Linked DNA regions of Anas platyrhynchos: region 2 is linked to region 1. Evidence: chromatin contacts called from public Hi-C data. All regions are on one chromosome and are shown on one strand. Each heading gives the region's core, a stretch centred on a gene start, on an enhancer-like site or on the middle of the called end of the contact. The rest is flanking DNA. Distances are from core to core; before and after follow the strand shown.

Region 1 (5,414 bases), core at 1,808-4,307:
ATCTCACTTATTTGTTTCCAGATAAATATTCCAATATTTTAGGGAATTTTTTTTGCATCATTCAGCCAATAAGCACTGAAATTCTTCCACTTTAGACTTATGATTAACTACAACTTTACTTGCAGTGGCTTTTGAAGCCATCTTGCTGTTCGATGCCCTGTTAAAAACAACCCAGACCTTTTGATTTTCTTTAAGAGATCTCTCTTGTTTTTCCTCGGTTTTAAAAGTTTATTTTTTAATTTTGCTTTAGTGTTTTTGAAACGTCTCTCTTGTTCTATGTCGTCATGGTTGAGCTTGTTTCACTGCACCGTTAAAGCAGAGTGTACATTCTGACTGCTACATTTATATATATCTTGAAGCTTAATGTATATATGAGTAGTTTGCCATGGGATAACACAGTGTAAACAGAGTAGAAACCCAGAAATCGTGACTTCTGTGTTCTCTCCATTTGAGTATTTTGTAATTTTTTTGAAATATTTGTGGACATAAATAAAACCAAGCTACACTACAGCAGCCAGGTTTTGCCTGCAAGCGAAATGTGTCTGTTGATTGTTGTTAGTGGGAAAAAGAGTATTTTCATCTGGGCAATATGGGATGCTGGCACGGCCATCTTCTCGGTTTCAAAGCTTGTCTCGTCTCTTTCTTGGCTTTACTTTTCCTTCTGTGAGGTTATTTCATTTTTAATATACAGTACACAGAACACCAACATCATGTCCAGCTTTGGAGTATATTTTGCCTACCCGAGGCTCATTTATGCTCTAGGGCCATACTGTGCAACTTCAGCATTTTTTTCCCTTAAGTTGAGAAGTCAAATTGAAAAGAATGAATGTGTAAGGATGTTTTGGTTGTCATGACTTCAGGGGGTTTCTGTGTACAGTGGTAATACGTTGCAGCCACTGATCTGTTTGAGCACAAACAAGTAGTTAAAATGAAGTGTGTAGAGAAGCTCTCACTGCATCAACCAGTGAAGGGTAGAAGAACAGGATATTCAGTTCTACTCTATTGAAACAGCTTAGATGCTGTCATTTTCCTTTAATTTTGCTTATGAACCAAAGGTGTTGGAAAATGAGCCCTTTTGACTCACGAGGGTTAACCTTCAAATTAAATTAATAGCATGCTACAGATGATCCAGTAACTGAAATTTTTCCTGCCTCTTATTTTCTAAGAGATGTTACTTTGTGCCAGTGAAATCTTCTTGAACATGACTGATACGGGGCTCGTGAGAGATGCATTCCAAAGCAATGATAATTGCAGGGAGGAGGGTGCACAATAACTCATTGTCTATTCATTGCTTGCTGAAAAGCTAAAATTTGCTTTCAAATTGCATACACTTCTGTGTTTGTGTACGTTTGTAATGGCTCCCTGCCCTCTGTCTATCAAGGATTATAATGTGTTTGTATGAGCTAGCTGTTTGGGTGTTCCGTATTTGCAGTTCGTGATAATCGGTGTCTCCAAAGCTTAGGAAAACGTCGTGCTGCTGCAAAGAGAGGTGGTGAGTATCTTCACAGAATAAATGTTTGGTCAGAAGGGAGACAGTAAGGCTGCGTTCTGGATCTGTTCCTCCTTTGTGTTTGCTAAATGATTTTTCAGAAATAGTGAGGTGTCCTGACTCCAGTTCAAGCTAATGAGTGCTCTCAGTGTGGTAAGAAAAGAGTGCCCTGTTGTTTGAGCGCGCTTGAAGCAGACGGAGCAGTTGCAGACAAATTGCAAAGGAGTTTGGAGCTGCATATTTCAAGAGTCTGCTCTATTTATACCCTGTGGCATTTTGTAAGGGGAAGGTCAATTCTGTCTACTGGAAATAGCTTCTGAAAGTGCTTTCTCTAAGCCCGGCTTGAACATGTGCCATGGTATTTATTTCGACATATTTTATTTATTTCTTTTTTTAATTTCTTGTACTTAACATAGAACTCGAATGTGCTGAGGCTGCCCTCCGTTGCTACAGGTTGTTGAGTTTCCAGCCTTGAAATGTTGAACCCTACAGGGACAAGGCCAAAGAGGATTTTTATTACTGCATAAATTGAACGATAAAGTTCCTATTGCAGTGTTGGTCTTGTGTTAATGATGCCTTGGCATTACAAGGCTAGAGAGCCGTCCATCACATGGCTGTGTTACAGGTACATTACCAGACTTCATTCTAAAGTCACGTCAGCTGTAAAAAGTAACATGGGCAGTGAGGTTTCAGTCCTGTCTAGGCCGTGCGTAGCTTTTTACAACATATATTCGTTTAGTCTGAGGAGAAAAGGTGAAGCCTGGTGTTTTGTTTGGGAATTTGATTGTTCTGTTCTTTGAACATGGGAAAAAAGGTAGCTTGTTTTGTTGCCTGGCGTGAGATTTCTGTTCTTTGTAGGAGTTTCTATGCATTGGGTTTGGTCCCTGAAAATGTTAAAGTGAATTTGTTTTAGGCAGTAGTAGCAGGAGGCGGAAAGGAGAGCAAGGGGAGGGAAAGCAGAGCAGCTTTTCACATGTATATGCACTATTAAATATTTGGTTTGCTGTAATCACTCTAGTAAACAGCAGCAAAATCTGCACTCTAGGCAAGTGATTAAGTTCTTAGTTTTCCTTTACTTTTGATGACGGCGGAAATGAATGCACTGAATGTTTGGAACAGTTTGTTTACAGCCATCAAAATGGCTGGGAGCCTGAGGAGGGCACACCCGCCTGTCCTGTGGCACGTCCCGCCCTCGGTGGAGCAGCGAGCTTACTTGCCTGTCTCCTCTCAAAGCCTGAGATTAAGCCTGGTTTATGCCCAAATATTAAACTGAATTTGTTATTCCCAGCCTGGCACCTAGCAGGATTTTTGCCTGGGCCCTAAAGCTCTTTGTGCTTAGAGGTCTGAACTGGGGCATAGCACGGGCGGCAAGAAATCAGTCCTAAAGCTCCTTGTATTTAGAGGTCTGACCTGAGGTGCAGCATGGGAGGTGTAAAAGTGGTATTTTGGGAGCTTAATCTATGCCAGGTGGGACACTTTGGGGCTGGGGAGGGGATTTTTCCTCACAGGGTGGTGCCCTGCTCGCAGCTGGGGCTGTGAGGACCTGACAAGCCACGCCTGGGCCCAGGCCTGGAAGGTTCCAGAAGGCGCTGCGAGCCCTCAGCATGGTGGCACGCAGGTAGGAGCTGTGCCCTGCTGTGAGGGGGAGAAGGATGACAAAAAGGTGGTGGAGGAGCCTCAGAGAGGCTCATCTCTTTCCTCAGGGCAGCTCTGGCTGGCTGCCTGTGGAGGGAAGCGAGAGCCTGAGGGAAATGTCGCCCCGTGACCTCCTGGTGGTGTCCCCAGGCCACAAAGGAGACGGGTGTCCCTCAGGCTGGGGCTGGGTCCCCCCAGATCCCAAGTAGTGTCCCCTTTTTCCTGAGGCAGCAGCCCCTTGGCTTGTTCTGTGGGCTTAGTCCAGGCCATGTTGCTGTGACAGGCCCCAGGTGTCCCAGTCACCTCCATCGCCATCGTGGATGTTTCTCCTGCCTTGCTCTCCACACGTCTGAGGTAAGTTTGAGAAAGTTTTGCTGGTGTTTGTGGTTTTGTTTTTTTTTTTAATGTTGGGTATTTTCTTACTTCAGAAAGACTCTGGGTGTTTCGTGTTGGGGGGAAGAGCCTTTGGTGTGTCCTGCACATGCAGGTTGTTTTTTACAAACGACTGTTCTGTTGTTTTGTCCTTTAATGCAAGATAATTACCTGTGATTTTTCTTAATGGTGTTGACTTTGCAAAACCAAACTGGAGCAATAGATAAAACCAAATGTAATGCAAACCGTACGTCCCAAGTGGACGGCTTACCTGGGCTATTTTTTGTTCTTTACAAATGCTCATCTCTGTAGAAGCAGTAACTTTCCCCTACAAAATCAGCTATTTTTATATAGGTAAAAAATGTCCTTCCTCCCTGCCCTGTTCCTAATCACTGTCCTCTTTCCACAACTTCTCTGCATAAACTCTTAGCGTACCTCAGAAGTACAGTTGTAAAAAGTGAAAGACCCAAAAAAGATTTATTTTTGAATGCATCTTGTTTCCGTTCTGTCGCTCCGAATGACTTTGTTGGGTCTTTCCAGCTTCTGAAATCCTGTATTGCAGGTTTATCTCATTATTTGCTAGCTCTTTAAATATTTGCCCCATGTTTTTACCTGTGGCAATGTCACCAGGAGGAAGCAGGCTCTGCAAAGAGCTCACTTAGCTTGTAAACACTCTCACCCCTTGCTATAGCTCCAAGGCTGAGCTCCTGCACCAGGGGACGTGTGCATGGGAGAGAAATTACGGAGTAAATTGATGCACTGGCCTTGGAAAATGGCTGTGCGCGATGTCAGTGGAGCTGCATTTCACTTTGCCTGGGGACTTGGTTTTCCTGGAACAGGCTATTAATCGCATCTGCTAGATGGATTTTTTTTCTGGTGTTGCAGCTTGTTTGAATGAACCCTAATTACAAAGTCCAGGCAATTACAAGTAAAGGAAGCTAGTGTTCACGGCCTAGTAACTTGGTTGAATGTATGCCTTCAAAACACGCAGCCTCAGCTACATCAGGGGTTCTCCTCCCTCCGCGTTAGATTGTTTTATTGTCATTGTTTTATCCTCATTTTGGCTTCTCTCCAGTTGTCTTCACTGCTTAATGCTTTTTCTGCAATAGCAAATAAAATGGATATCAATAACAATATTTTTATGAAACGCAAGAGGATGCTCAGTAGCAAAGGAGTGAAGGAACACGCTACTCGGCTTCTCACAGAAGCTCCAGTGAGCTTCAGCACTTCGTAATAGTGAGGATTTTGTTTGTCACTGTGATAATTTATTGTAAGTGGGGGGAGAGGATGAGCAGAGGGAATGTTAACAGGCAGAGTGTCCATTTTGAAATACGGGAGTTCTCCGGTTGCTCTTATTTTAACCTGTGAAAGGGTCCCCTCAGCCTTAAATCTTGTAGTGCACAAAATGGCACCGTCTCCAGTGCGTCTCCAGTGAAGTCTTTTCGTGTTGCTAATGTTCCTCTAGCCATTCTTTGAGGGAGTGGAAACATAGGGTGAAGTGAGGATCACAGCTTGGATTTATTGGCACTGCATATAGATATGTGGCCACCAAAGATGTGTAGTGGGGGACAGGGAAATCTCCCTTCTAGCCGATGTGTCAGGCAGGGCGAGGAGCTTGAGGAGCACGTCAGAAGGAAGGCTGGAGAGTGGCAAGTGTTGTGACAGCCTGCGGAGCTGTACCTTGGGTATTTTCAAGGGTTTCTCTTCAGCCCATATGCAGATCCCTGTAACACACGGCAGTTTGGTGCCAGTACGTTTCTCGCTTGGCACATCTTAGTTCAGCTCTGAGCGCTACCATGTTAGTTCTTGAGAGAACTGAACGTAGTGCTGGTCTTGTAGGAGAGGCAGCTGCACGTTCGCAACTGCTGCCACAGTTTGAGGAGTGTGCGAGTGCCTTGTGCTACAGAACTGAAAGGGT
Region 2 (5,414 bases), core at 2,060-4,559, 120 kb after region 1:
TCAGCAAATAATTCTACCTTGATCAGAGAATCCTGGTAATTAGAGCTGGGAAGGATGTATGGCTTCACTCAGCCTGCTCCGGAGAGCCCCGAAGCACGCTGGCATCAGTGTGTGTGCTTCTTGGTTTTTTTTTTGGGGCCATTCTTGTAACACAACGTTAGCCAGGCTGTGCGTTGTTATTTTCGGGAAGTATCAATGTGGAATGTTTCGCTGGTTTTCCTCGATAAGAAAATATGAAAAAAGCCTGTTTTAAAAATGGCAAAGACAAGGGAGAAGTGGGGCACGAGGAGAGGAAATGGCCCCTTCTGATCACCCAGGAGCAGAGCTGGAAACGGAGCTCAGCCCCTCAGCTCCCTTTTGGTGGATGCTCTGCTCAGCCTCAGACCTCGCGTGTGTCAGCCCCCAAAACGCCTCCTCTGCTGCCCTGACCAGCAGGCGTTGTTCCCGGGGATGCTGGCTTTCCAAGGCCGACCAAAAAGGGAGGCCCTGCAGCATTTTGGTGTTTTTTCGACAGCCTGCATCACGATCAAGCCACGCTAACACACAGTGCTACCCCTGGCTGGGGATGCCGAGGTAGGTGGAAGTGGCTTCATTCTCTCTTCCTTCACTGCTGTCTTCATCCCTCCTTGGGTTGAAACTTTGCGTATTTGGGACAACCTTTTCGGGGTGAAATTGCATCTGTGGGATTCAACTCGGAACAGAGCGCAAGAGACGCGTTGTGCGGTGGCACAGGACGGCGCTCTGCTTCGTGCAGCTCCTTGGCGGTAGCTTCCAGCAGGTTTTCGGTGGCACAAAGCAGAGCAGCTGGGGGCTGGGCGAAGGCTTAAAAGGTTTCTAAGTGAGCGTGTGGGAAATGGGTTGGAGCGTGCTGTGCCAGGGCCAAGTCTGCCCCGGAAGACTTTAGTCATCGGCATGCAAAGCACCGAGAGGCAGGGTGTCACGGCGCCGGGGCTGTGCGGAGGGCAGGAGCTGTCACAGCACTAGCTGCTGTTACAGAGCCCCAAAAATGAGGAAATAAAGATAGCTTTTCATATTTTTTTATTTATTTATTTTTTTTTGCGTGGCTGTCTGTGTGAGCCCATCAAGCAGGAGGATGGCCGCTTGCCTACAAACAGATGAGTTTTTTATTGCTTTTGCCACCTCTGTGGTGCTGTAAGGCCTGGCTAGACCAGAGAGAGCACGATAAATCTGGTTTATATCAGTGTGAACTTTGATATATCTTATTAATATCACGCTCACGATTTGAGTATTTAAACATGGATGGCACACACGCGAACGTCATTTAGCTTATGCTTGCTTTATTTAATTATTTTAGATTTATACAACACCTGTCATGGGCTCGGAACTGCCATGCAATTAATTAAACCTACCAGGCACTCCAGGTGGAAAATGGGCTAGAAAAAAAAACCTCAGGAGCCTCCGCTGAAGCCGTGTAGGATGCCTCCGAGGGAAGCCTGCGTGGGTTAGCGAGGGCAGGGATTGCACCGAGGTTTGGGCAGAAGGAGGAAGGGAAACAGGGCTCACACAGCCACAGCAAAACATCTCGACCCAAAGGGAACAGGGGGATTCTCAGAAACCCGCGTGGCCCAGAGCTTGGCTTACAGTCGGGGCTCTTTGCGAGCTGCAGTTTCAGCACCTCGTGCAAGGAGCCCGACAGAGCCACCCCAGGCAGGGGGGGCAGTTCCTGCTGCCTCAGCTCCCACTGGGATGCCCGCAAGGTTTGGAAGTGGTTTTGCATTCAGTGTCTCAATTTTCCCCAGTTTCAGCCTTTCTTCAACAAAAAAAAAAACGTCAAGAAACGGGCTGAGGGCTTTCATGGCAGGGCTGGCTGGCTGCAGAGCCTGTGCTGCCTCCTCGTTTCTCCTGCCCCTGCCTAGCCCCCAGACCACAGATTTCAGCAGAATTACACAAACGCCATGATATTGATGATTATTTCGGGCTCCTCTTGCCCACATACCCCACAGGAATTCGCAGCCCTTCTCAACGCTTTGCATATGCAAAATTTCTGAGAAAGGAAGAAGTTAATGAAAGGCAAGTTCTCGTGGCTGGGAGTCAGCAAGCACAGGGAGAGCCTTTACCCGATTTGGGTGAAGCACCCTTGACCAGAGCAGCCTGAAACGTCTTTGAGAGGACTCTCCTTCCCTTGGCACTGCTGAATTACCTCTTAATAGGCTGCAGAGAGCTGCAGCAGTGCAGGGCGAGCTCCCTTCCTGTAGACTAAAGGTCAAGCATAGCCCCTTGCTGCTGCAGGAGGTGACACGGCTGTTCTGAGTAATTAGTTTAAAAAAATGCATATGTATCTTGGTGGCACCAGAAACACTGACTAAAATCCAGAAGGAAATAACAAAGCAGTTGCCCATGTGCATCAGATGAAAATGGTTTCGCTCTCTGAAATATCCGCCGTGCCTTTGTAATAAAATTAGCGAGAAGGGAAAATGCCTGGTGAATGCAAGGCTGAGAGGCTGCCACACGGTTTTCCAAGTGTTGTCTTTAAACAGCAGCGATCTTGGGGGGCAGGAGCGTTCCTTTGTTCTGTTTCTCCAGCCCCGAGCACGGTGGAGTGGTGCCTGGGGACTTGTAGCTGCTGCTGCACTTGGGGGTCCAGCGATTGGGGTGCCTCGGTGCGCTCGTGCTGGGCTGGGGGTACCCGCAGTGACAAGGATCACGTGGACCTGTGTAAAAGGGGCTGAAAAAAAACCAAATCTGGCACCACAGAAGGCAGAAACCAGGAGATGAGCTAATAATGGGCCAGAGAGATGGAGGACGCTTTGCAGAGGATGGGGAGACATCGTCTGAGCGCTAATGAGGTGTTTGAGTTTTGGCCAGGATTAGATGGGGGCATTCTGCGTTTGGCTCGACGAGTTCAGCTGGAGAAGGGCCAGAGGACTCAGAGCTTGGGTCCTGGAGACTCCAAGGGTGTGGAACAAAGAGCAGAGCTACCTGCTGTCTCCTCGCTCTTCCCCTGCCTCCTGTGCACCATTTCCCTGCCAGCGAAAGGCCAGCAGCCCGCAGGAGCAGCCAGAGCAACTCTTGGGACTCGTGCTTTGCTTCCTGGCAGATAAGATAGCAGAGAACTTTATTTTCAGGAAAAAAAAAGCGAGGTGTGCTCCAAGCACGGATCGGCAGGTGAGGAAAGACAGAAATGAAAAGTAAGTAGAGGGTGGCTCCGAGGAGGAAATAGCAGGTGAGAGGCAATTGCTCAGGAGCTCGTGCTGCATGCTCCTGATTTAACAAACACATTCACTGCTTGCCTGCTTGCTCCAAGGTCAGGAAGGCAGCAAGAGTGGTGCCAACACAACAGGTCTGCTGGAAAATAAGGCGCCCTTGTGTGGTATCCCCCCTCCAGGGGAGGTGGAGCTCCTCTAATCTCCTTCCCCTTATCCCTCTTCCAGCTGACCTCCTGGGCTCGGTAAATAACATTGCAGGAGCCGCAGGAACCGGCGAACAATGAGCGGCCTCCCAGGGAGCCCGAAATTCCTTCCCCCTAAATAGCAAACTTTGCAGTCTTTGCAAAAGCATCCACAGTTATTATTCATTTAAGTGGCGGTTTGTGTTTTTTATTTTTTTCCCCCCGATATGTATATATATACACACCGTGCCTTGTCTGTCTTTTACCCTCCCACTTCAGATGTGATTCCAGAGGGGATTTTTCTGGACCTCCAGCTGGCTCCCAGTGGCTAAATCGATCCAGCCTTGTGCCCGTGGGAGTGCCTGGTGCTGGGTATTGCTCTCCTCTTGTTGTTGTTGTTTAGGGCTGGCTCACCTGCCTGATTACAGCACAGAGGGAGATGGAGGGAGATTCGCCTGAGCCTTTGGAGATGTCTGCAGGGATTTGTCCATCTGATCCCTGTTTATTTTAATAGAGCATTCAGAGCTGGAGAGCTGCCTGTCAGAACTGATTTTGTGTCTCCAGAACCAACGGGTGCAAGGTTTTGCTCACGTGATTAGCCCTTATTTTGGGTTTCTCCTTGTATCCAGCAGCATTTGGGTTTGTGGTGGTGTTTTGTGTGTTTTGTTTGTTGTTTTTTTTTTTTTTTTCCCTGTGCAAAGACTGCATCCTAGAGTTGAAGCGACGCTGTGCTGGACCTCGGTATTTGCATTCTGCTTTTATTTTGAGCTGGAGCAAAGGAAATCCAGAGGAGCTGTTCATACCCATCTGGAATAGGCAGCGCTCCCCTCCTGCACGTGGGGTTCCCAGCCTGGGTGGCTGAGCTTTGCAGCAGGGATCCCCGTGATCCCCGCGTCCCTGCTCCCCTCCTCTTCCATCTCTGCCCCCTTTTTGCTCTCCCTCCCCTCGCCCAGCGCCGCTGCTTGCACCTTCGGCCTCTCCTCCGCCGGCTGCTCCTCGCAGGGTGGGGTGAGGAAAGGGGGGGCGGTGGAAATTCCTGCCGTGAGCCCCAACCCTTCCACCCCCACGCACTACCCTGGGAGAGACCCAGACAGGCGAGGTGACTCAGCTGGGGCTGGCTGCGGCCTGGGGCTGCCGTGGGGAAACGAAAGGCCCCCAGGCAAGGCAGCCAGGCAGCTGGGGGTGGCGGCTGCTGCTTGCTTTGCTTCTCTTTTTTTTTTATTATTTCTTTTTTTTTTTTTTTTAAGCCCAGGGACCTCGCAGGGCACAGGGGAGGCGGCCGCTGCACGGGCTCCAAGAGCCGGTGGGATGTAAAAAGGGAAAGCAAGCCTGTTAGCAGCAGGCTTCAGGCCAGTCTGCAAGGGTCCAGACTCTTTCACCAAAAAATTTTTAAGGTTCAGCAAGTCAGAAGCAGCTGAAAAGCAGTGGCTGAACCTCCCGGGTTTTTTTTTTGCACCATGTGGGCAAGGTCCACCTGAGCAAAGACCTAGAGCAAGATTTGGGCTGAAGCTCTGTGTATGGTGGTCTCCAAATGGGGATGGCATTACCCTGCCTGCCTCTGGAGGTGGTGATGGTGGAGGGCAAAAGCCAGGTCTGAGCTCTGGGGCTCTGAGCAGGATGAGTGCTGTGAGACGGGGACGAGGGACCCCTGGTTTCCTACCCCCTCCCTGGGAAGGGCAGGGAATTGCTGGCTTTGGGCTGCTCCCCCTCCGTGCCTTCTGGCCATGCGGGCGCACAGGTGTGCCTGCAGAAATGTGTGAAGACATGTGCGTGCTAATGGCACCTAAATATAGCAGCTGCTCCTCGCTCCTGTTAACCTGTCAAGTGACTCCTCATCCTCCCTGGCTTTGTCAAGCCATAGGTATTACTCACGGCCATGACTAATTCCCTACGGAGGGCCCCTAAAGAGGGTTAGAAAATGAGGCCTCCGTCGCTCTGGGGCACAAAACATCACGGCTTTTTTTTTTTTTTTTTGTCTGAATTTGGCTAATGAGAGGAGAAACTCCCGCGGATAGGCTCGAGCTGCAGACAGGGAGTCCTCAGACAGGTTTTTTCTCCATGGCAG

What was found. A called contact is a pair of places that touch in the nucleus more often than the background predicts.
Region 2: a contact with region 1 is called in a Hi-C map of subcutaneous adipose tissue, with 3 times the contacts expected there. The contact joins the enhancer-like site here to the promoter of SAMD11 in region 1. A contact is called at or near these places in 2 of 8 Hi-C or Micro-C datasets (skeletal muscle and subcutaneous adipose tissue).

The regions. Positions count from the first base shown.
Region 1 is chr22:2,649,719-2,655,132 of IASCAAS_PekinDuck_T2T, forward strand. It overlaps SAMD11 (sterile alpha motif domain containing 11), which reads left to right and starts at 3,058. Exons shown (of 24, transcript XM_038166518.2): 1 at 3,058-3,478. It overlaps RERE (arginine-glutamic acid dipeptide repeats), which reads left to right. Exons shown (of 23, transcript XM_072026842.1): 23 at 1-510.
Region 2 is chr22:2,767,127-2,772,540 of IASCAAS_PekinDuck_T2T, forward strand. The region is part of intron 13 of SAMD11 (sterile alpha motif domain containing 11); the gene reads left to right. Among named protein-coding and RNA genes, the nearest start is that of SAMD11, 120 kb to the left of the region's middle. Within about 2 kb of position 3,310, at least 2 of the 8 cell types and tissues checked have an H3K27ac peak or open chromatin away from gene starts, as enhancers often do.